Linked DNA regions of Mus musculus: regions 2, 3 and 4 are each linked to region 1. Evidence: chromatin contacts called from public HiChIP or PLAC-seq and promoter capture Hi-C data. All regions are on one chromosome and are shown on one strand. Each heading gives the region's core, a stretch centred on a gene start, on an enhancer-like site or on the middle of the called end of the contact. The rest is flanking DNA. Distances are from core to core; before and after follow the strand shown. Region 1 holds the start of Stat4 (signal transducer and activator of transcription 4). Region 2 holds the start of Nab1 (Ngfi-A binding protein 1). Region 3 has its middle 110 kb from the start of Gm31636. Region 4 overlaps Gm17767 (predicted gene, 17767).

Region 1 (5,939 bases), core at 1,124-3,623:
TTCTTGATTAGTAATAGTAAGTCAAGGGCAAAACTTTCACCCCAATATTTCAATACATCTTGGAGGTATGACGTTTCTCTTTGCTTATAGAACAAATTGAGTCTTCAGATTTCAGTGGGAACTTTTTTTTTTTTTTTTTTTTTTGGGTTTTCGAGACAAGGTTTCTCCTTGTAACCCTGGCTGTCCTGGAACTCACTTTGTAGACCAGGCTGGCCTCGAACTCAGAAATCCGCCTGCCTCTGCCTCCCGATTGCTGGGATTAAAGACGTGCGCCACCACGCCCGGCCAGTGGGAACATTTTCAAACACCTTTTCCTTGAGCTAACTTTATAACTAAATGTTATAAACTATACTAATGTATAAATATAAGTCAATCAATAAATAAAATAATAAAAGTTGTGCTTCTCTCAGAAAAATGTAGATAGGGAGAGAAGCTATCTTGAACTTGTATATGACTTTATGTTTATGAGCCCTCATGGCTGGCCATTGCAGGTATGTTGTGAGTGCTTAGTAAAGTAAATAATTTAAGAAAGCTTATTTGGGCCTCCTGATGGGCCCCTGAATAGGTGGGAGAATAGCAAGCACCTTGGGCTTTACAAACAATCAAGCGCCAAAGAGGGATTGAGAATCCTGCCCACAACGTGCAGCTCTGACAAACTTCCCAGGTCTGGGAACAGAACTGGAGCATTCTCTTCTACCAGTGGCATCAGGAGGTCAGGAGCTGAAGACAGGGTCGCCGCTTTCACTGTTTCTGTTGTTTCTATTTTGTTATTTGAATGCAGGGTAATTTTATTATCTTACAGTCAAATCACTCAGATAAGTCACTCTTGCAAACCAAGGCTGAAGCAAGGTGCAGAAGGACCCTTTTCTCCCTGGCGTACCCTAAAGAGGAAAACCTTCAGACCTCGTTTGGAGCTCAGGAAGTCCCACCCCTGGCTGAGGAGTTATTGGCAATTGATGGTTCAGGGTCTGCGTCCAATCCCACATCATCATCCATGCACATGCAGGCATCACTACGTGAATCAACCAACCAAACAAATAAACAAACAAGCAAACCAGCACATAAAGTTGAGAGGGAATAAATACCCTAGGGAGAAAAGGAGAAGATCTGGAGGGTAGCGAATGAGAGTGGATTTGATAAGTTCCTTTTAAAATTACTTTTCTAAAACTTTAAGAAATTAAAGCGAGGTTTTTTGTTGGGTTTTTTTTTGGGGGTGGGGGGGGTGGTGGTTTGTTCTGGTGTTGTCGCTGTTGTTTGGTGTTCAGACCTCCAGCGGGTGTCTTTGTTTTCACTCTCTAGGGGCTCATTGTCCTGTCTCAGGACAAGTACTTTCCATCTAAAACCTGGATGCCTGCCGGCTCCCTCCTGGTATTCCTGCATTCAGGCCCATTTCCCGGGTGCTAGCAGTGCTGTTGACTCTTTGACCTCTTTGCAAAGGGACGACCTACTTTAAGCATCACTCACACTTCTCAAAGCCACAATCACCGGCTACCCTAGCGGGATGGTGTTTCCCTGAAACCCAGATGTGCCAATCTCGGGTCAGATATCACAGCCCTCCGTTGGCTAAAGAAAATTAGGGCTGTCTTCCAGCCCTTAGCTGACACACCTCCGCAGCAGCACAGCCCCCAACCCACCCCTCCGCTTCACGGAGATGCCTCGACTTCTCCCTCCTTCAGTAAAGATCCGGAGCCAGATCTCCATTTAAGTCTTTGGAAGACTTTTTTTCTGAGTGATCTGAGTGTAATGAGTAGGACCCTTCTTTTTATAGGCATCCCTTCCTCCCCAGTCGTGTTAATACCAATTGTAGAAAGACGCCCCAAGAATCCTGCCTAGATGTTTCCTATTGTGGAGAGGCCACACGCAGATGCGGGCTGCCTGGCTTACCTGGCTCTCTCTCTCTCCGTCCAGGTAGTGGCACTGCACAAGTCCAAAGTCAGAATCGGCCTTCAGGGTCCACAGCCGCTGACGCCATTCCTCTAGGGGATTTGCATTTCTCCACCCACTTGAGGCTTTCCTGTGCGTCAGTGTTTGAGTCCCTGGGACTTTAGGCAGTTCCTATCCACTCTATTCTAGAAACGCTTTACAAAGTCAGGCTGAAGCCCCCTTGGCAGAGCACCGCCCCATCCCTAGTAGCCACTCTTACAAATGCAAATTGTCCCAAGGTGTGTAGAGTAAGAGGTACACACTGAAGGACTGGGATTCCTGTTTTCCTAGACATAACTCCATCCTTTCTAGGGAGCCAGCATCAACACACCAACCAACAGCAGGGTCTGCTGTCTTGTGAGAAGACAGGCTTACACAGGTTTGTGGCAACTCGTGTAAAAGTTCTCGGTGTATGCCCTCTCTGGCCAGCTTCCACCTTGTCTTGGTACCTGTAGTCTGTGTGCTCCCCTCTTTATGACATGGGTCTGTTCTAGAATCACAGAGCTGGGTGGAACCTCGGTTCCTTTCCGTTCTAAATTTCACTTTCTGAAGACATTGAGGACCAGGCAGGTGAACAAAGTTACTCAGAGACATAGCCACTGGACTAAGATAGACAGTCATCTCTCAGGGATCACTGACTTCCAGCGGATTCCTTTAGATATTAATGCCTTGAACAGGAAAAAAATTCTACCAGAGTTCAGCAAAATAAATCAGACTGGTGGAAAGCAATGGGCAGACTGGATACACATGTGTCTAGGGTAGTATACCTAGGCAAAAGCCTGTATCATATCAATGACCAGCCATCACACAGGTGTGCCACCTGGATTCTTCTCTCCCAAGTGACAACTAAGCCATTCACACCCTACCCAGGAAACTTTTCTCCCTCTCAGGAGCTGAGGCTGTGACTCAGACAAGTCTGGGCACTGTCATTTTTCACTCCTGATGTTCCCCCCACTGCATCTTCTCACCAGGTACCCCCCCCATGCCACCCCACACACAGTGAAATCCTAGACTTTGTGAAGATGTAACAATGCCCCCAAACCCACAGTAGGTTTTTGTTTGTTTGTTTACGCTGAATTTCTTTACTCTTCTTGACCAGCTGTCTGGGAGAAACAGAACACACTCCTTGCATTTTCTGATCCCCCTCATGTTCTTAATCTCTGTCTCTCCCCCCTCCCTTTCGATTTGTGTGTGGATATAGGCATATGTTCAGAGCATGTGTGAGTGCTGGCATGCCATAGATCCCAAGTAGAGATCAGAGAACAATATCCAGTGTTGCCCCTGCCTCCAACCCTGTTTGAGACATGGTCTCCTGTTGACACTGAGTTAGCCAGCCTGGACTGCCTGGAAGCTTCTGGGGGTTCCCGTGTCTCCCATCTTGCCATGGCACCATCACAGCTGGCTTTACATGAATCATGGAGATCCACATTCATGTCCTCTTACCCGAGTGTAAGTGCTTGACTCACTGCACCATCTCCCTAGTCCCAGACACATTTAAAGTGGAAAAAAAAAATGGGTGAAATCAGCACAAGTAACCTAATATCTACAAAATAATAATACTTCATTTAAATTATAATAAAACATTAAATTATAATAAAACATTTAAATTGCTACCTAAGATCCTTTGTATTCCTTCCTATTGAACACCTAGATTCTGCAGTGTAAGTGGATTTCTTTCCAGTGTCTAAAGCCCTGGTGGCTGCCATTCTGGACAGCTTAGGTGGAGACCACTACTCGCCACTTTTACTTCCTGCCTTAGAGTGTTAATCACATTGGCTTTTTGTGTCTTTATCGCTACATTTAACTGTTCAGGTACATGTACAAAAATGGGTATGCTCTCTTTCTCTTTGAGACACTTCTAGATCTCTGCTTTTTAAAACTTGTTGAGGACCCCCATATTTGTGTATTATAGTTTTGCAGCTATTCACTCTATGAAAATTCAGATCTGAGATAAGCTATTCATGCTTCCAATAATATGCCCATTATATGTTAGAATGAACATGCTTTGTAAACAACAAAAATGTCTTCCAGCAAAAAAGTAGAGTGAGAAAAGTGGCTTTAGGGTTTGTTTTGAGACAGAGTCTCAAGTAGCCCAGGCTAGCCTCAAACTCACTGTATAATATGACCTTGAACTCCTGATCCTTCTGCTGGGATTACAGGCCTACACTACCTCTCTAGACCTGAGTTACACTCTAAGTCTCTCTAATGTCTGTTTTGAGAACACAGCTGGATCCTCATAGCTGCTCCAGCATTTAATATGTTGTATAACATTATTTTGCTTGAGATATTTGAAGAAAATCCAGACTGACATCACTTAGAATAGAAATGGAAAACAGTCATCATGATAGTCTTTTGGCTGCCAAAGTTATTGTTTGAAACCACACACTCAGTAAGTGCTGGTTCCTTGGGAACCAACTGCATTGTAGAACCTGAGACCACATCAAACCCTTCATACACACACACACACACATGCACACACACACACACACACACACATATATATGTGTGTATATATATATATATATATATATATATATATATATATATATATATATATATGTATATATATAGTTTCAGCAAACCCATTAGTCTGACTGCCTCTTGCTTTGTATGGCTTTTCCCTGTTGGGTTAGGGACCAAACCAGGGGCCTTGGGCATGCTAGGCAGGAACTCTGCCACTGGGTTTACCCCAGCCCTTTGCATCTTGCATTTTGAGTGGAACTATTATCCACGTGTGGTTTTGTAGTCATTTGGAAATCGTTTGTGCACAGAATTATGCAGACACTCTGAATGCTGGTACAGTTCATCTACAATGGAAGAAATCAACATGTGGTAATGTCTCCATGGACCTCTCACATGCTGGGAAGCTGTGCAGCTCATGATGGCGAGTAAGAGTTTCCCTGTTTTGGGTTTTGCCAGCTTTCCTGCAGTGGCAGGCTCACTTTGGTCACTCAGACAACTGAACAAGTGCTATTCCTTGAGAGGCCCAGGTATGCCTTCAAATATAATGTCCTACTTTGCCATACATACTAAAAAGTTGTACCTTGAAGGTCTGAGACTTAGTAAAGCTTAATATCATTTGGCACTGCCTCCTTTGCTCGTAGTAAAGCATCAATAGTTTTGCTCAACATTTCTTTGATAGCAAGTGCAAATATCAGCCTACTGAAAAGCAAAACATTATTATAAAAATAGATTAACCTCTCATACCCCCTCAAGATATATTGGAGGTCATGTGGAGATCTGCAGATGACTGACAACACACACTATATGGAACATCCCCTATCTACTGCAGTCACTTAAGGGGGATTCCTGAGGGAGTCTCTGTTAAAGGAATACCTGCTTCTTGATTGACTGGTTGAAAGAGGTATCTGCCTTCATCCTCTGGTCTATTTTATGGAGGCATCTCAGAAGGTACACTAATGCCACTGTGCCTCTTTCTGAATCAAATCTAACTACGCGAGTCCCTTCGTTGCCCCGGCTCACTTTAGAGCTAAACGAAGCAAAATATCCAAGGAAAACGAGCAAACTAAGTTATAAAATGAATTTCCTATGAAGAATCTCAAACTGAAAAACCCCCACAGGCTCCCCATCTCTTCCCCAAACACGTTCCCCGTTGCTGGATTATAAAGCTTAGGCTGGGTGCTCTATTAGCATTTGATTCAGTCTCTGCTGTGCCAGGCTCTGGTAATGCAACCTACCTGAACTGTCTGAGTGCCAAATCCCCTTCTGCAGAAATGGGAATATAGATGCCACGTAAAGTGGCTGTGAAGTCAGAGATACGATGTAGGCAACCAGATAGGGGAGTAAATACTGGCTGTTGGTAACAGTAATTTGTCAAGTTCTAGGGAACTTTGGAGGTCAAAGGTTGGTTTTCGACCTTTCTCTTCTCCCTTATTTTATAGGTGGCCAAAGAGAGGTCCGTTGCATCAGGAAGCATCATAGATATTGCAAGCGAGAGGCAGAGTGGATTCCGCATCCATTCACCTGACTGCACTTTTCTATTCTACCAAGGATTG
Region 2 (6,167 bases), core at 1,522-4,021, 490 kb before region 1:
CCCACTCCAGCAAGAACACTGAGAGCAAGAGAGAGGCCCTTGGTTGTTGAAGAGTCCCTATCCCAACTCGGCGCCCAACACTGAGCATCTCCCTCAAAATTTCCATTCCAGAACCCCAAAACAACAGGAGAGGCCTGGGGACCCCTCCCTACTCTCTTGAATACCATCAATAAAGTTCACTGCACACACACACACACCCCAAAAAAGAGAAATGTTCAGGTATCCTTAAGGCTCTTTCTGGAATGTGGGATGAGACAGGAACCTCCCATTTTAAAGAATTTTAGTTCTATTTCACTGTGACATGGATTCAAGGGAGTGCCAAGTTGATAGTTGTGTTGATAGTCCATGAATCTATTAATATAGGAAATAAAGAATTGAAGAGAAACAGATCATGTTCCTTAGCTTTTAGGCTTTCTTTTGATCTTTTATTTTTGCTGTTTTATAGAAAAGTTCTGGGAACAGAACCATGGTTTAAACTGTGGTTTAACCACGGTTATTTGTGTCCTCAGAACTTAACTTTGGTATTTAATTAACACTTAACAAGACGTACTGGAGAAAATGAGTAATTTAAGCATACAGGTATTTATGGTAAAATCAAACCAGAAGAAACAAAGCTACTGCAGGGTTCTTTTTAACAAAAGATATCCAAATGGTCTCAAGAAGAACCATTTGTGTTGCCACGTTCTCTTAGAACTGCCTGGGACTGCCTCCAAGAAATTCTAAAACGGTCTAATCTCTCCCAGAGGGCCTTCAGAGAACAACCCCACTCCATAATTGTTACCTTACAGAATGTATCCCTTCTCCTCCCACTAAGGCACCAAGGAGCTAGAAGACCTCCACTCTGAGAGCAGGGAGGTGGAGTTTAGGAATGGGAAGGACGGCATGCACAGAATCAATGCTTTCTCCTCCAACTTGTCTCACATACAGGTGAACATCTCAGGCCTGTCGAACAGTCCTGTTGACTACAGTGTGCCCATAAAGAACCTGATGCCTAAAAGCTTAAAATTTTTTTCTTTCATTTTCTTTCCTCCCACCACCTCTCCCAGAAACCATAGGGCATTTAAGCAAAGCATAGTGGGCCCAGAATGCCATTCTTAATGTGGGAAGAACACACTATCTAATGTGCCCAGAACATAAACAAGGAAGGACTTGAGTGGTTAACTGTAAAAAGGATCAGCCCCAGACACATTTCCTTGTCGGTATAGCCTTCAGCAGGGCAGAAGCACGCCCTACCGGAGCACAGCATGCAATTTGGACTCAATTCTGGAGAACGCTGTGCAGTGCAGGTGAGCTCACCAAGTTGACTAATCACTAACTGCGTGGCATAAAGCTACACGCACCCCTCCCCCTAGGCTTTTCAGAAGCAACAATGTTTGCAAACCATCAGAGTTCCCAGTGAAGAATTAGAAGAATTTTGCGGATTTCATTGCTCGACTACCCATTAACCTCTACCTTTCCACACCGGCCAAGAAATTGTCTCAGTAGCCCTGACTGTACTACAACCACCCAAATTAAATTCCTCTTCGCTGAGCAGGAGCATAAACACTGACAATTGGAGTGGCAGGGAGACACTTGTAGCTGTTATTTCTTCTGAAGAATTTGAGGAACTAAGAATAATTATTTAAAATACCAACTATTCTAGACAGGCTTGTCACTAACAGGGAAGATATTTCAGCTTAAATGTATACTTAACCATGTAACTATATGTTTATATATTTATGCATTTAAGTACATATCTATTCCATTGACATCACTCATTTGTAGAACATGTTTTTACAAAAAGAAAAAATGGTTTATTTAATAAGGTCTTTTTCTTTCAATATTATCATCCCACCCATTGTTGCAACATAAAGATGTGGTTTAAAGAATTTCTCTTCTCAAAGAATGCCTTGTATCCCCTTCAACCAAGTAGGCACACTCTGGGAGGCCAGCCAGGAAGTGGGAACGGCCTCCTATATAAAACTGGATTTTTATATGTACATTAAAACAGGATTCTACCTGTATTGCAGTAAGAGCACACCATTAAAACTTGAATTCTTTTCTTTGAAACCCCCTCCCCAAGGAAGGCAAAAATAGATTTAATTTTTTTCCCCTTAAAATTTTGGCAATAGCTTTAGCTTTTGAGGTGCTGTAACACTTTCTTTGGCTAGAAAAGTTTATGCAAACCAAGCTCAAAATGTCTACACCTTGCCTTAAGAACTCTATTTTGACACGCTCAAGACAGCACCAGGAGTGTGTCATTTGCCTACAGGAAGACAACAGAGAATGGCCTGTAAAGTAACACAAGGTTTCCAGACATGAAAAGGGTGTCATTAAGCCACCAGGCCAGAGTTTCCCTTTCCTCCCTCCTCAAACCAGGCCTGGGCGAGGGTGGGGACAGGGTGGAGTGGGCGAGGAGGGACAGGTCCGCACCGCACCTGCGGTTCTGTACCCCCCCCACCCCCTCCCTCCTGGGCGGGCCCGGTGCGGGGCTTGGCAGGCAGCGCTGTCCGCGGATCCACGGAAGCCTCCTCCTCCTCCGACCCGCGCGCGCGCCCCCACCCGCGCGCTCCCAGCTGCCGTGGGAATGGGCCACCCCCGGGACCGCGCCGAGCCTCAGCCCCGCCGGCCCCCACCCCCGCCCCGCGGCCGCCCACGCCGGGATCTGCGTCACTCGGCCGCGCGTGGGCGGGAGCCGGAGCGGCGAATGGAGCAAGAGCGGAATCTCCCGATGTGACAGCGCGCGGGGCGGGGCGGGGGCGGCGGAGGTGGCGGGGGAGGGAGAGGGAGAGGCCGAGGGAGGGGCGGCGGGAGAGGCCTAGGGAGGGCGCCCGGGGCCGCCGCCGCCCGCCTCCGCCCGAGCCTCCGCCCGCGCGACCGAGCGAGCGCCGTCGGGGCGGGCGGGGGACGGAGCGCGCGCCCACCGCGTCCCTGCCCCCCTCGATGGGCGCGGGGGCGTCCCGGCCGCCGCAGCCGCCGCAGGAGCCCGGCAGAGCCGTCGTCGCGGAGCGCGCCGCAGCTGCGGGCCGCGTAGGTACCGGGAGGGCCTCGAGATGGAGCGGGGGGCGCGGACGCGTGGCTCGGCGGGGCCGTCGCGTCCTGCCGGGCGGGGGGCGCGGGCTGTGCGGGGAGGACGCGCTCGCGGGCCCGCGTGGGGTGCCAGCTCCGGGGCGACCAGGGACTTCCGAAAAGTGCCGCTGAGTCTCCGCTTTCTTCCTGTTATCCGCCCCTTCCTACTGTAGTTGTGTTTTCAGAGCGGAAGGAGAGTTTTGCTTGGAAGTGGCTTTCAGAAACTTGGCACCCAGGTGCAGGGAAGCGGGAGTCGCCGAGCCTTTGAGGCTGAGTGGGGAATGTGCAGACACGTGTAGGACAGAGAAGCTTTGGACGCAGGTGTGTGACCTTACGGGGACAGACACCGAAGTACGGTCAACCCGGGAGATCTGCAAGGAATCTCCTGGGTAGAGCTGGAATTTGCGTCTGTAGGTTGAGCTGACCAAGTTTTGCAGCGGGCGACCAGCGGGAACCGTGCCCTGGCTCAGGGAGGCTTGGGAAATTTTGGATTGCCTGCTAATTTACAATTTGATCCGAAAGAGCTGGTTTGGAGTAAGTTGTCACTACCGATTGGTTTGCCAGTGACGTGCCTGCCAACTTTACGGAGTGCAAAGATCAGAATCTCTAAGGAGATTCTAAGATCTCGTATAAAAATATTTTGGCAGTTTTAATAGTTAATATTAGATTGCATAGGAGCAGAGGAACCGAATTTAAAATAAGATTAGTCACATCCGAAATGGTTCGCTGTTTTGTACACGCAGCGAATTACCCTTTTTAAATATTCACTTTTTGAAAAATCTTTCTTTGTACAATATATGTTATGACATTTATAATTCATCTGCCGGTTTTAAGAAGAGATACTGGAGAGAGGATGTATAGGGTCCATTGTATCGGATAGCCGACCAGGGTGGAGGCTATCTTCCTGAGATTCAAAGAGCTGCTTCACACCCAGCTTCTGTGCCAGCACAAGTGACTTGGATTGAAGGTTTCTTCCTCCAGCTTGCATCTTTTGAGACATTTAATTCTGTTCTTTCAGTAAGCTCAAGCAGATAAATAAGTATGCTGTTGAGAATTTGTAGATAGGCAGTGCAGTCAGCCTTCTTCATCTCTGTTTCCAGTTTAGATACTGGAACATTACATCTTGAAAGAAAATAATTTCAAGAAGTGCTAGGGAGATAATTTGTTTCTTTCTTTCTTTCTTTCTTTTCTTTTTCTTTTTTTTTTTTTTTTTTTTTTTTTTTTTTGACTTGACCATCTTATGCTTAGCCTGCCATTCCACTACTGAGCATGCTTTTTCTCTCCTGAGGCCCAGTCTCCTGTTGTGTGGGACTGTATTAGTGACAGCATGGGGCACTGGAAATTTTACTTCATTCTGTCCTTTAGTTGTGAATATATTTCAGATGACAAATTCTTAAGATTCATCTAGATGATACAGAAAATTTTAGTGAGCTATTATGCCTAATAAATTTCATCAAGTACGTAGATTATAATTGCATAATCATACCTAAACTAAAAGTTTTTCTTTTGTTGCTGATTAATAACAACCATGCCCTATAGAAAACCTAGCCTTGTCTCCTCTTCATTATTTAAACAATTTCATATCTCTTTTACTTCAACTTTAAGGACGTATGGTTTATTTAACTTTGTATTGTAGATGCTTTGAAAGAAAAATTATGAAGTGGGGCAGACCTTTGAAGAATTTGTGTCATGAACTCTAGATTTTAAGAGTAAAAAATGGGTGGATGGTAGCAAGTGTGTTAGAGTTCTGTGCCTGGTGACTTAGAATCCATGCTAGAGTTAGGCCTTGGCTATCTCATTATAATAAACCTGTTTTTGTTGCATTTTTAAAATAAGGAAATCTCTATTTTTGACATAATGTGAATGTGTTCTATATACCACAGGGCCATCATATATTAGTGTTGCTTTCATGAAAGTGACCATCGTATAAACAGTTTCAGATGGTGCTAATGTGTGACTCTTTCACATGTTCATATTTCACTGTGGATCTTATCAAACATATTAAAGAATAAAAAGCAGCCCCTTGAGTATACTGTAAGAGTGCCAGCTCCTTTGCCGGGGTCCCACTCTCCTCTCACCTGCTTCTTTTAATCCTTGAGTGGTGGAGAGAAAAATAGTGTGGCTATTATAGTAAGTGCAACTTTCCTTTCTGATCTGACATGTTCAATAACTCATGCAGTAGTAGAATATACTCTCATCTTAATAATGGAACACGAGGGAAATTTCAGAAGTTGATACTGGGAAAAAATGCATTACTCTTCATCTTGAGAATTCTCACAGCTAAAACATATCATTAAGCATTCAAATAATGTGTCATTTTTCAGCACATTATATTTAGGAGCTGTGTGTTAATTTACATGGTATGTCAATACTTTTTGCAGAAGAACTTCTGCAGACTGAGATTGATATATGCATACATGTTGCCTGCAGTCTACCTGGATGCTCTTACTGCCTGCCAAAAGCCTTTTCTATTGGCTGAACTATTCCCAGTTGTCATAGGAGTTGTTAGTGTTTGTCTGTTGGTATTAATATATAGTTGTTTAGTAGACAAGTAAGTCCAATTTACCTTTCCTTAATTTTAATAAACATGTTTTAAACCTACCTTGTATTTTTTTGGGCTGAATTTTAAAGGAGTCTCTTTAAAGGAAAACAAACAAACAAAAAACCTGTTCCCAGTGTTTTTCAGAATTGCAGGAAGAATCCATAGGAGAAAATATTTTAATTATCCCAAATTAACAGAAATTCATTAGAAACTAAGGGTGTAATTCATAGTTGTGTGGGCATTAAGACCTGAATTGTCTTGACTTAAGCCAGTGTGGGCTTGAGAGTGTAGCTCATGGTAGAGTGTGGGCATAGCATGCTTCTGGTTGGTTGGTCATCCCCCAGCACTGACAAAAGCCCAAATATCACGCCATGCTTCTGAGTGAGTGTGTCTAAGGATGTCTGTCTTTTTAGAAGTGGATGAGTATCCAGGGAATGCTGTAGTCTTACCTAACCCATGAAATGCAATGGAACCACATAGAAACATTTTCTAGCTTTGAGTTCTGGATTCTAGTACTGGAAGTGAGAAGTCTGCATGTCCTATAGGGTCCCCCTCTAGACTCGTCCTTTGCTGTGGT
Region 3 (6,342 bases), core at 1,472-3,971, 270 kb after region 1:
TTTATTGAATGGGTGCCTGGGCATTGAGACTCACACAGCCCATGGCTCTTCAGAACTTGAGCCTGAATTAGAAGTTTGTGCTCAGGGCAAGGGCTAGCATGGTTTCAGCTGGAAAGTCCTGGCTGGCTTTTCTATATATACCAACATATTTATGTCAGCCCTCTAGGGACAATGTCACACAATCATGGAGTCTGATGTCTGTGGAATGCAGCACATGGGTGCACATGAAAGGGTTGTAGTCTGTGAAGAAAGGGAGCCTGGGACAAGCGTTGCCTCCTTCCCAGAGCTATAGGTTTGATAAAGGAGTTTCAGAGCAGAAACATCAAGACCACCAGGGATGGGGAGGGGACTTGGGGGCCAGATGTCATTGGTCACATGTAGGGAGTTGTTTGCAGCTGGATTCTGCTTGAAAGTGATTGCTGGTAGTCTCATGAGACGGCCTGTGACAAGTTGTATAATAAAAATGTTAAAAATAGAGTATTTATTCCTTGGAAAAGCTGTTCCCACAATGCAGTGAGCTGGGAAAATTGCTGAAGTTTTTGAACACCAAGTGCTGATCTTGTGTCCTTAGAACCCACATTACCCAGAGGCCTTTTCACCTTAGGTTTTGTTTTCCTAAACTACCCAAGCTCCAGCCAGCCCTTAAAAATGACAGGACAAAGCAATGCACACCCCCCACCCCAACCCCCAAATAAGCTTGCAATTCTGAGGAAAAGTTCAAAGTCCAAATAAAGTGTTATTATTATAAGAAATTAATTAGAACAAGCCAGTGACTTTTTTCACAAAATTTTGTCCTATTGAAACTATATCCAGTATAATAAATATAACATGTATTATTGATAAAATACAAACCATGTATGTAATTAGACTTTTATTAATAGCCAGATTAAAAAGTAATCAAGTACAATCAATTATATTTAATAATTTTACTTGACAACTATAAAAAAAACCCTTAGTTTAACATGGAATGAATGTAAAAATTGAAGTGTTTTATGCTCTTTTACTGGTGTCAAGTGTTCAAATTTTACTTGTTAGCTGAGTATGGAGCACATGCTATTGAGAGGCGGAGGCAGGAGGATACTTTGAGCCCAGGGGACTGAGACACACCTGAGCAACAAATTGAAACTGTTTTTTAAAAATGCAACTGTATTTTATATTCTTAAAGCCAATCTCTACTAACCCAGCCCAGTTGCCTCACATGGCTATTAGACATCATGACTATACCATAGTAGCATTTGAACTGAGAAATTGTTTTCTACCCAAAATTCAGAAAAAAAAATGTTTTCTACCTAAAAATATGTAAATATCTGGGGCTTGAGTGGTGGCTCAGTGATTTATAGTGCTTGCTGCATGAACATGAGGCCCTGAATTTGAACCCCATAACCCCTTCACCATTGCCCTGAAGACAGAAGATCACTGGAGTTTGCTGCCTGTCACCAAAGATGCAAATGCTTAGTCCAGGTTCACAGAGAGACTCTGCCTCAAAAACAGGAAGGCAGGGGGTGACCCAGCACACTTGACACCCTCTCTGGCATCCACACATGTGCATAGGCATGCCCACCTGTACAGATATGCACTGTTGTGCCAGGAAACACTTGTGAACCCCAAAAGACCACCAAGGAGCTGATCCCATGCAATAACATCAGGGTCTCTTTATTCAGGCTCGAGCTTGGGATCTCTGTCAACCCTGACATAGCAGAAGGTATAGCCCTGAGCCTAGAGTTAGGCAAGCTTTTATAGAGGCAAGAAGGGGATATCTAGCCTGGTACCCATTTGATTGGGGGCTGGTGCTGGGAGCCAAACCATAAACTTCACTTCTGTTTTCCTCCTGATTGGTGGTTGTCAGGAAGTGAAGTGTCAAGGGCAGGCTTGGAACCTGGGCGTGCAGATTTGTTGGGAAATAGTCTGGAAACTGGTGCTAGATACAGGTTTGTTTGTTTGTTTGTTTGTTTGTTTGTTTGTTTGTTTTTTCGGCTGGGGGTGGGTGGAGCCTGGAAACTGGTGCTGTTAGATACAGGTCTTGGGGTGCTAGGTACCGACCTGTTAGTTAACTTGAGTTAAACTTTAGGTCAGACTCTTTAAGATGGGGTCTGAACCCAAAAGATATAGTCTCTCAGTACAGCTGTGAGAGACAAAGAGAAAGGATTTTTAAATTAAAAAATAAATGAGGACCATGCTCCGTGCTGCTGAGCACCATGTGTGGGCTAGTGGTCCTGAGTGTTTTTTCTGCTGGGGCGCCACCAGAGCCCTGTGTGTTATTTTTATAATTTTTTTTTCACAAAATATTTTATTGATTCTTTGGGTATTTTGCCTTGTACAGCCCTTCACACTCGCCTTGTCTGCACACTTCCATGTCTGCACCGCACCTTTGTGACCTACCCCCAACAACAACAACAACAACAGCTCATTTTGTGTTGTCCATACACTAACCGGAGCATGGTCGAACTCCCAGTGGCCCAACCCCCAAGAGAAAATTCAGTCCTTCTCCACGTGCACCTCAACCAGAAGCTATCAGCCGTGAAGAGCTACACATCAGCATTCTTATCCCTGTTTTTAAGAGTTCTCTTTGATGGCTTCCTTTTTAGGCTGTTACTTTGTGGGGATCTGGGATGGGGTTGAGGATGACTCAGAAGCCTTCTGTGTCCCTCTTCCTCAGCTGTGCAACTGCAGTCATCCAAATCACGGCCAAAGTGGCTTCCTTGCTCTTTACAGTCAGCAGGAGCTCAGATCATGGCCTTCCTCATTGTTGCTGGTGACATCACGGACCACAAACACGGCAGCTGAGTCTGTGTGTGTGTGTAATTTTTAAAGATAATTTATTTATCATTCTGAAATTGTTTCAAGTGAAAATAGTTCAAGTTATAAATATTTTAAAAAGAGAGAAAAAGATATGAAGACACAAGTATTGAGATGATATATTAAATACTGAAGATAATCAAAGAAGCTAAATTATTGAATAATTTAAGAACTTTCCTTTAAAAGCAGATTTGAAAGCAATACTGAAAAGTCATCTATCCTGAATGTATTGGCCTGGACTAGCCAACCAAGAAAATTGTAGAAAAGTATCAACAAAGAAGAAGAAAAAGAAGGAGAAAGAGGAAAAGGGGAAAGAGGCTGGCTTAGTTAGGATTTTACTACTGTGAACAGACACCATAACAAAGGCAAATCTTATAAAACAAACAAACAAACAAACAAACAACATATACTTGGAGCTGGCATACAGGGTCAGAGGTTCAATCCATTATCATCAAGGTGGGAACATGGTGGCATCCAGGCAGGCATGGTGCAGGAGGAACTGAGAGTTCTACATCTTCATCTGAAGGCTGCTAGCAGAATACTGGCTTACAGGCAGCTAGGATGAAGGTCTTAAAGCCCACACCCACAGTGACACTCCTACTCCAACAAAGCCACACCACCACATAGTGCCACTCCCTGGACCAAGCATATTCAAACCATGACATTCCACTCCCTGACCCCCATAGTATTATTCAAACACATAAATCTATGGGGGCCACATCTAGCCATAGCATAATAAAAGTGTACATTTAATTTACATTCCAAAGTCCCCATAGTCTATAGTAGTAGCAACAATGTTAAAATTCCAAGTTTAAAGTATCTTCTGAGATCCATCCAATCAATTAACTGTGATCCATCCCCAAAGCAAGACAGGAAACAAGCTAGATAAACTCCAAACTCTGCACCACTATGTCTGATATCAAAGCAGTTTTCAGATCTCCAATTCCTTCTTCATTTTTGTTGACTACAACAAATTTCTTTTCCTGGATTGGTTCCACTCCATGTTAGCAGCATTCCTCAGGAGATATCCTATGACTCTAGCATATGGAAAATCTTGGGGTCTCCAAGGCAGCTTCAATGTTACAGCTTCTTGTTTCAATGTTTGGAATCCACGCATGATCTTCTGGGCTTCTCCAAAAGGATGACATCAATTCTCCAGCTCTGCCCTCTGTGGCACTTTAAGCTCAGACTCATCCACTCTTCTGCCAGTGCTGTTCTTAGTGATCATCCCATGGTACTGGCATCTCCTAGTTGCAGTCTTCCACTGCAACTAGGCTTCACCAATAGCCTCTCACAGGCTCTCTTCATGGTGCCAAGCCTCAAGTCCTTTGCATGACCCCTTCAGTTCTGGGCCATCAACTACAACTGAGGCTGCACCTTCACCAATGGCCTTTCATGGCCTCTCACAGTGTCAATCCTCAGCGGCTCTTCATGACCCCTTCATGCCTTCAAAACCAGTACCACCTAGGTGACTCTTTCAAATAACCAAGTACAGTTGCAGCACAAGGTACAATCTTGGCTATCTCCGGAACAGCTTCTTTGTGCTCTCAGAAAACACTTCCCAGAAGATTTCACCTCAGTGATGCTGGTCTCTTAATCACAGCTAATTTCTTAGCCCCAACTAGGCAGCATCAATTGTCCCAGTAGTCGCTTTTATTTTTCACTCTAAAACCATAGCCACATGGCTGAAGCTGCGGTGTTCTGCTTCTTGCTGGGGCTGGAACATGGCCCTCCTTATTCTATTACCAGCTTTATGTTTTCCAACTCCTTTTCTGCCTAAGCTTGGCCTTTCTAGAACTTGTTCTGTAGATTGACCTTGATGTCAAGAGATGTGCATGTCTCTGTCTCCTGTAATGCTGGGATTAAAAGCATGTACCACCATGTCTGGATTTAAGCTTCTCTTCACTTAGAACCTGCTTTGTTCCAGACTGGCCTTGAACTCAGAAATCTGTTTGGCTTTGTCTTTTTGGGATTAAAGGTGTGTACAACCATGCCTGGCTCTAAATTTAGCGAGGTAGGATCCTGCCCCCAAGTCCCTTAATCTATTATCTCTATGTTCTAACATAGGATTCAGTACCATTTCACTTTCTGGTGCCCCTTTAATACTTGAACCATATTTTTTTTTCTAAGCTTGCTACACTTGTTCAAAAGACTGTACATGAGACTTTACCAGAGAACAAAGTCTCTGCTGGGCTTTTTTTTTTTTTTTTTTGAGACTTCCTTTGTCAATGCAGTTAGCATAAATCTTTTTACCTTAGCTTCAGATAGACTCTTCAGACAAGGCAAAAAGCAGTCTTATTCTTCTTTAAAATACCACAAAAACAGTCTCTATGCCACATACTGAAACTCTTCTCTTCTGAAACTTCTTGGACCAGGTCTACACAGTTAAATCACTCTCAGCAACAAAGTCTTCCATATTCCTACAAGGATGCTCCATTAAGCCCCATTTAAAGCATTCCACTGTTTTTCAAATCCAAAATCTCAATATTCACATTGTTCCAAACAAAAGCATGGTCAGGTCTATCACAGCAATACCCCAGTTCCTGGTACCAAGTTCTGTGTTAGTTAGGGTTTTACTGCTGTGAGCAGACACCATGACCAAAGCAACTCTTATAAAGGACAACACATATTTGGAGCTGGCTTACAGGTTCAGTCCATTATCATCATGGTGGGAGCATGGCAACATCTAAGCAGGCATGGTGCAGGAGGAGCTGAGAGTTCTACATCTTTATCTGAAGACTGCTAGTGGAAGACTAGGCTCTCTGATGGAGAAACTGCAGCACTGAGAGGTTTGATGTAACTTGCTGTTCACAGCAATACCCCAGTTCCTGGTACCAACTTCTGTGTTAGGGTTTTACTGCTGTGAGCAGATACCATGACCAAAGCAAGCCTGGAACCCAGGCAGGGCTTATGGTGTACAGCTGAACAAGAGGCAAGGTTATTTGATCTCACTAGGAGTAGTACTGTAGGGCAGTCTGCAGGCTATAAATATGTGAAAGGAGAAAGCAGTCGTAGACCTTTTCTGAGCATACTTACAATCTGTCTTAGTCAGGGTTTCTATTCCTGCACAAACATCATGACCAAGAAGCAAGTTGGGGAGGAAAGGGTTTATTTGGCTTACACTTCCATACTGCTGTTCATCACCAAGGAAGTCAGGACTGGAACTCAAGCAAGTCAGGAAGCAGGAGCTGATGCAGAGGCCATGGAGAGATGTTCTTTACTGGCTTGCTCAGCCTGTTCTCTTATAGAACCAAGACTACCATCCCAGAGATGGTCCCACCCACAAGGAGCCTTTTCCCCCTTGATCACTAATTGAGAAAATGCCTTACAGTTGTATCTCATGGAGGCATTTCCTCAACTGAAGCTCCTTTCTCTGTGATAACTCCAGCTGTGTCAAGTTGACACAAAACTAGCCAGTACAATTGACCCCTTGTCAACTTGACACACAAACACATCACTAGTAAGCCTCAACCCTTACATTCTTATTCATCTCCAAGGTCTAAATAACTTCAAACGTCCCACCGTCTTTACATATTCTTAAAATTT
Region 4 (5,795 bases), core at 2,014-4,513, 430 kb after region 1:
GTTTCCAGAGGACTGACTCACAATATCTTTCACAAGACCTTCAAATCTCTGCCCATCTCTGCTGTTAGTTCAGGCTGAGCCTAGAAGACACTTGTGGGAGACATTGCTGAGGGACTGTGAGCAGAATCTCCTGATTGCTCCTGCCTCCAGTTGTTACATGAACCAATGCTCTAGTCTGTTGAGATACTGAGATTTGAAGGTTTTTCTTTCATTACTGACATAATCCTAACTACTGGAGACAGTGGGATTTGAAAGGAGGCACTAACTGCTCATAAGATATAATATGAAGGCTGACACTGGGTAGTGAGGAAGACAGTAGCTGGATGGGAAGCAGAGATCCATGTGACACTGCCTTAGAACGGGCTGGATCCCATCATCAGAGCTGCCTAAAAACAGAGCTGGCACTTACCAGAGTCCCAGGCTTTAGGCAAAGACTAGGAAAATAAAATTTTATGATGTGTGTAGGTTGTTATCAGGAAAGCATTAGAATTCAAAACAGATTCTGTAAATAGCTGGCTGTTTTTTTTTTAAGCATAAATATAAAGAAATACACAGAAAGAAGAAACGTGGGCTATCCAAGTGTTTATAAAGCTGTGTGTAATTCTCGACCCTATCAAATGGAAGCAGAGCTGGAAATGCCTGGCAGGGAAGGTCCCAGTGCTGAAATCCAGCTCAGAACGTTGTCTTTTTCTTATGACTGCAGAGACAACGACATCAACAGGTACATGTGGGAGAGAGGTAAAGATGCGAAGGGAAAGCAGGGTTAGTAATTGTGTTCATGGAGGAAGTCTGGGTGGGGCTCCTGGTACACAGATTCGAGCCAGTCTGAGCAAATGAGGAACTAATTACAGAGGGACTGAAAACCTTTGACCACCAGAGACTTAGGATTATTCTTGAGCCCTGACCCGGAATGAATAGAGACGCTTCTTTCTGACAGCAGAATCCAGGCTGGGGAGAAGATTAGCATCCCCCTCGCCTGGCCTCAGAATCCCTGCTCACTAGGTGTAGCTCTGCTGGCCAGGCTCACTATGGTCATAATCTCTCCTTAACTGAATAAAGGTTCTTTTTTTTTGCTTCTCGTTTTGAATGTTAACAAAAACACCTGGGTGTGGTGGCATATGCCTGGGATCCTAGCACTCAGGAGGCTGAAGCAGGAGAATAGAGAATTCCAGGCCAGCCTGGGTAGATCCTGTCACCAAACCAAACCAAAACGCTAAACCCCATCACCGGTGTTTGGCAATAAAAAGGAACAAAGCTTTATTTAATGCATGCCTCAATGCGAATGAACTCTTAAAACACATTCAGGAGGGAAAAAAAGCAGATACCAAGGACACACAGTTCGAAAGCCCAATTGTATGAATGCATTGACAGCCATAACCATGGAGACAGAAAGCTGACTGGTGGGTGCCTGGCACTGAGCTGGGGTGAGGGATGACTGTACATGGGCTCTGTAAACTGACTTAAAACCTTTTAAACAAACGTCTATCAAGGTTGGATTAGCACATTAGAATATTTCCAAACATTGAACTAACCTATAAAGTTGTCTTCCCATGGAGCTTTAGAGACAAATGTTTTGAAACCCAGCGTGGTAGAACATGCCTTTAATCCCAGCACATGGAGAGACAGGCCTTCTGAGTTTGAGGCTAGCCTGGTCTCCATAGTGATAGTTGTAGGACAGCCAGAGCTATACAGTGACACCCTGTCTCAAAACAAAAACAGAGCCAAAAACAAACAAACAAAAGAAAAACAAGAAAAAATGTTTTGAAATGAAAATATAAGAACATTATTTTTCCCTCACTTTTCTTCCCTCCGGCCCTTCCCATGCACCCCTCCCCACCTTGCTTTCTCTCCAATTTATGACTTCTGCTTCTGTTTTTTTAACTTTTACACACACACACACACACACACACACACACACACACACACATACACACACACACTCCTAAACATATAAATACAACCTACTCAGTCCGTATGGTGTTGTGTACACATGTTTTCAGGGATGATCACTTGGTTTTGGATAGCCAGCTATGTGGCTCCTATCTAGGGAAGACTATTTTTTTCCTGATCTCTGCATCCCTTAGTTACCTAGAGTTCTTGTGTAATGTTGAGGGCTCATGAGCTTTCCCCCTATTCTGTTAGGCTGTCTATTGTTGTAGTCCTGGTTCAGGTCTTATTCAGAAAGCCATGTTGATGAGATGTGATAATGTGTGTAGCTATCTCTGACATTTCTAGGAGAAACATCTCACAGCAAGCTTCTTGTTTCTTTGGATCTTACAATCTTTTCACTCTCTTTTCCACAATGATACCTGAACCTTAGGAACAGGAATTGTGTTGTAAATGTATGTATCATTGGGCCTGGGTACCACACAGACTCTTGTTCTCTGCATTTCCATCCATTGGTTCTTGATTGCTGTAATGGCCTCTGTCTGTTGCAAGGAGATGTTTCTTTGATGAGGGGTGAGACCTATACTTATGTATAAGTGTAAGGGTAAATATTTAGAATGTTGTTAGAAATTATACTGGTTCAGTAAAGTTGTGGTTGTAGTTTTTCCTCGTGTGACTTCACTAACCTGGGCTGGTTGGTTAGGCATGATTTACCTCTTGTTGAGTGATCCTTAAGTATAATTAGAAAGCTGTTGGTTACCAACAAAGTGTGCGTGACAGTCTTGCACCCTAATGGGTGTATTGGCATGTTGGTCAGTTGTTGTTAGTTCACAGGCATCACCTCTGGGTAGGAGTGTCGGTTGCTTCCCTCCCTTGGAAGCATGCATGGTGACTTTTGGTACCATAAAGCTAGTCTTCAGGGAGAAGGCTTTGATGCCAGAACCACCTGTGTTGGGAATATTTAGTATCTTCATCAATCGGGACTTATCTTTAACCTGTGGGAAACAACCTAGGCAACAGCAATAGCCTATAATGTTTCAGCAGTTTCTTGGATGACCCTGACAAACAACTCACAAGGGAGCCTCTCATACCAGGTATTGGAGTTTCTGATAGTCTATGATGTTGGGAGGGGATATTGCCAATCTTCCATGGACATCTCAATGAATTTCTACTGAAAACTAACAACAATATAGTTAAAGTGTGGTGTTTATAGTAGGGACTCACATGTCCACAAAAACATGAGGCTATGTTGTGGTCTGAATGTTGGCAGTTCCTCTCCTCCAAAATGATGTGCGGAAGCTACTCAGTAATATGCTACTTGGCGGAAGTGTCTTTGAGTGGTGAATAGGTTATAAGGAAGGGTGGGGCTGTCACAAGTTGGTTTAATGCCATCTGAAAAGGAGCTTTCTCCAAATGAGGATGTGGTAAGAAGGCCTGTAACCTGTGCACCAGGAAGCAGTCTTCACTAGAACATACATCTTTCAGCATCTTGACTGTGGTCTTTCCAGCCCCCTGAATGGAGAGAATGACTGTTTCTTTTCTAGAAGTCACCCATCCTGTTGTATTTTTCTATGTATATGATAACTTGAATGGCAGAAGATAGGATAGAGTTACTAACTTCTGCTTTTCCTAAAATACAGAAACTTTTGGCCCTCATATAAGGCCAAAACCAACAAAGACACACACACTTTTTTTTTTTTTTGCTCCTTTTTAAAAAAAAATTATTTACTTTTCAAGTGTTATCCCCTTACCCAGTTCCCCCCTCCCACCCCCTTCCTGGAAATCCCCTCTCCCTTCCCCCTTCCCCCTGATTCTATGAGGGTGTTCCTTCACCCACTCCCACCTCCCCACCCTCAATTTCCCCTACACTGGGACATCTCCTATGATCTCATAGGACCAAGGACCTCTCCTACCACTACAAGGCCATTCTCTGCTACATATGCAACTGGAGCCTTGGGTCCCTCCATGTGTATTCCTTGGTTGGTGGCTTAGTCCCTGGGAGCTCTGTGTATAGAGGGGTCTGGTTGGTTGATATTGGTGTTCTTCCTATGGGGTTGCAAACCCTTCAGCTCCTTCAGTCCTTTCTCTAACTATTGTGGACTCTACATTCAGTGCAATGGTTGGCTGCGAGCATCTGCCTCTGTATTTGTCAGGCTCTGGCAGGGCCTCTCAGGAGACAGCCATATCAGGCTCCTGTCAGCATGCACTTCTTGACATCCGAAATAGTGTCTGGGTTCGGTGTCTGTATATGGGATGGATCCCCAGGTAGAACAGTCCCTGGGTGGCCTTTCCTTCAGTCTCTGCTCAACACTTTATCTCCATATTTGTTCCTGTATTTTGTCCTCCTTCTAAGAAGGACTGAAACACCCACACTTTGGTCTTCCTTCTTGAGCTTCCTGTGGTCTGTGATTTGTATCTTGGGTATTCAGAACTTTTGGGCTAATATCCACTTATCAGTGGACACACACGCTTTTAAAATAAGTTTATTTAGGGTTTAGTAAAAAAAAATTCATGCCTTAAATTTACACATTTATGTGTGTACATTAGTTGGACTAAACACAGGAATTTCCCCACTCTAGTTTGAAAAAAGGTAAGTGCGTGTGGTTGTAACTCATTTGATGTCAAATGTCCCATTTTCATAATTTGATTTAATATTAATGAACAAAAGCTCATTCAGCTTTAACTAATTTGTCCAATAGGCTAATTTTAGTTGCCTAAATAAAAGTCCAAGTTATCTTCTTGAGGAGAGACAACTCTAATATATATAAGCAGGATTTTATAAAGCCACAGGACTTTATTTATTTATTTAAAAAAGAATACAATAGAATATATTTAAGAAATAGCTTGAATTAATGAATAAGAAATCAAAGGATTTCTTGATCTACTAAGCCAACACTATACTCCTCAGGAGAAAGTATTCTACAAAAACAAAACAAAACAAAACAACACTTTAGAAGAAGAGGTTTTTTTTTTTGTTTTTTTTTTTGTTTTTTTTTTTTTTTTGGTTTTTTTGAGACAGGGTTTCTCTGTATAGCCCTGGCTGTCCTGGAACTCACTTTGTAGACCAGGCTGGCCTCAAACTCAGAAATCTGCCTGCCTCTGCCTCCCAAGTGCTGGGATTAAAGGCGTGCACCACCACGCCCGGCAGAAGAGTTATTTTTAATAACAGAGTTGGATGTTAAAGTCACATTAAACAAATTGTATAGAAAGATTATTTAGTCAATTTTCCACGACAAAGGGTCCACATAAGGTTACCTTTACCCATTGTTAGTAATTAAAGATAACAAAGTAGAAATTCATAACGATATACTGAATATTCCGACATGTACAACATATGCAATAGCTTGATGTTCTTCTATAGGCTTTGCAAGTTTCTGTTATTCCCACTAAACCTACTGAATTGACTGTATTGCTTTTCCCTGTCACAAAATCCCCAAACCTTAACCAGCAAGATACATTAATCTTACTTTTAAATTGGATACCTTATTTGTTTACATTTCAAAATGTAAACAGTCCTTCCTCCCCAGTCCTCTGAAAACCCCTATCCCATTCCCCATCCCCCTGATTCTATTAGGGTGTTCCCTCAACTGCTCACACACTCCGGGGCTCCCTGCCCTAGCATTCCTCTACACTGGGGCATCAAACCTTCACAGGACCAAGGACCTCACCTCCCATTGATGCCAGATAAGGCCCCTTCAGCTCCTTCAGTCCTTCCTCTAATTCCTCCACTGGGGTCCTGTGCTCAGTCTGATGATTGGCTGAGAGCCTCCACCTCTGTATTGGCCAGGGTATGGCAGAACCTCTCAGGAGACAGCTGTATCAGGCAAGGCCATAGGACTTTAAACAAAATGACCTAATGTGGGTTGATGTGGTTTGAAGTAGAATCAGTCCTGCAGGTCTTACTCTTC

The links. Promoter capture Hi-C pulls out the DNA fragments that hold promoters and counts their contacts. HiChIP or PLAC-seq counts read pairs in DNA pulled down with a chosen protein or histone mark.
Region 2: a contact with region 1 is called in a promoter capture Hi-C map of pre-B cells, with 2.4 times the contacts expected there. The contact joins the promoter of Nab1 here to the promoter of Stat4 in region 1. A contact is called at or near these places in 1 of 39 promoter capture datasets (pre-B cells), 2 of 484 Hi-C or Micro-C datasets (CD4 T cells and regulatory T cells) and 1 of 115 datasets of contacts at active chromatin or transcription factors (memory CD8 T cells).
Region 3: an H3K4me3 HiChIP or PLAC-seq map of bone marrow-derived macrophages shows a contact between it and region 1, with 6 times the contacts expected there. The contact joins the enhancer-like site here to the promoter of Stat4 in region 1. A contact is called at or near these places in 1 of 15 datasets of contacts at CTCF or cohesin (the NIH/3T3 cell line), 5 of 484 Hi-C or Micro-C datasets (embryonic stem cells and nephron progenitors), 6 of 115 datasets of contacts at active chromatin or transcription factors (bone marrow-derived macrophages, embryonic limb bud, embryonic stem cells and 1 more) and 1 of 9 other capture datasets (embryonic stem cells).
Region 4: a contact with region 1 is called in an H3K27ac HiChIP or PLAC-seq map of regulatory T cell precursor, with 4 times the contacts expected there. The contact joins the enhancer-like site here to the promoter of Stat4 in region 1. A contact is called at or near these places in 4 of 484 Hi-C or Micro-C datasets (CD4 T cells, CD8 T cells and natural killer cells) and 6 of 115 datasets of contacts at active chromatin or transcription factors (the 230-238 cell line, effector CD8 T cells, memory CD8 T cells and 2 more).

The regions. Positions count from the first base shown.
Region 1 is chr1:52,004,674-52,010,612 of GRCm38.p6, reverse strand. Stat4 (signal transducer and activator of transcription 4) reads right to left here and starts at 2,373. Exons shown (of 24, transcript NM_011487.5): 1 at 1,885-2,373.
Region 2 is chr1:52,497,052-52,503,218 of GRCm38.p6, reverse strand. It overlaps Nab1 (Ngfi-A binding protein 1), which reads left to right and starts at 2,771. Exons shown (of 8, transcript NM_008667.3): 1 at 2,771-3,009. It also overlaps the pseudogene Gm5976.
Region 3 is chr1:51,731,115-51,737,456 of GRCm38.p6, reverse strand. No RefSeq gene overlaps it. Among named protein-coding and RNA genes, the nearest start is that of Gm31636, 110 kb to the right of the region's middle. Within about 2 kb of position 2,721, at least 3 of the 459 cell types and tissues checked have an H3K27ac peak or open chromatin away from gene starts, as enhancers often do. A contact at or near this core is called in bone marrow-derived macrophages, where this site is marked.
Region 4 is chr1:51,575,374-51,581,168 of GRCm38.p6, reverse strand. The region is part of intron 3 of Gm17767 (predicted gene, 17767); the gene reads left to right. Among named protein-coding and RNA genes, the nearest start is that of Gm17767, 18 kb to the left of the region's middle. Within about 2 kb of position 3,263, at least 69 of the 459 cell types and tissues checked have an H3K27ac peak or open chromatin away from gene starts, as enhancers often do. A contact at or near this core is called in CD8 T cells, effector CD8 T cells, memory CD8 T cells and 1 more, where this site is marked.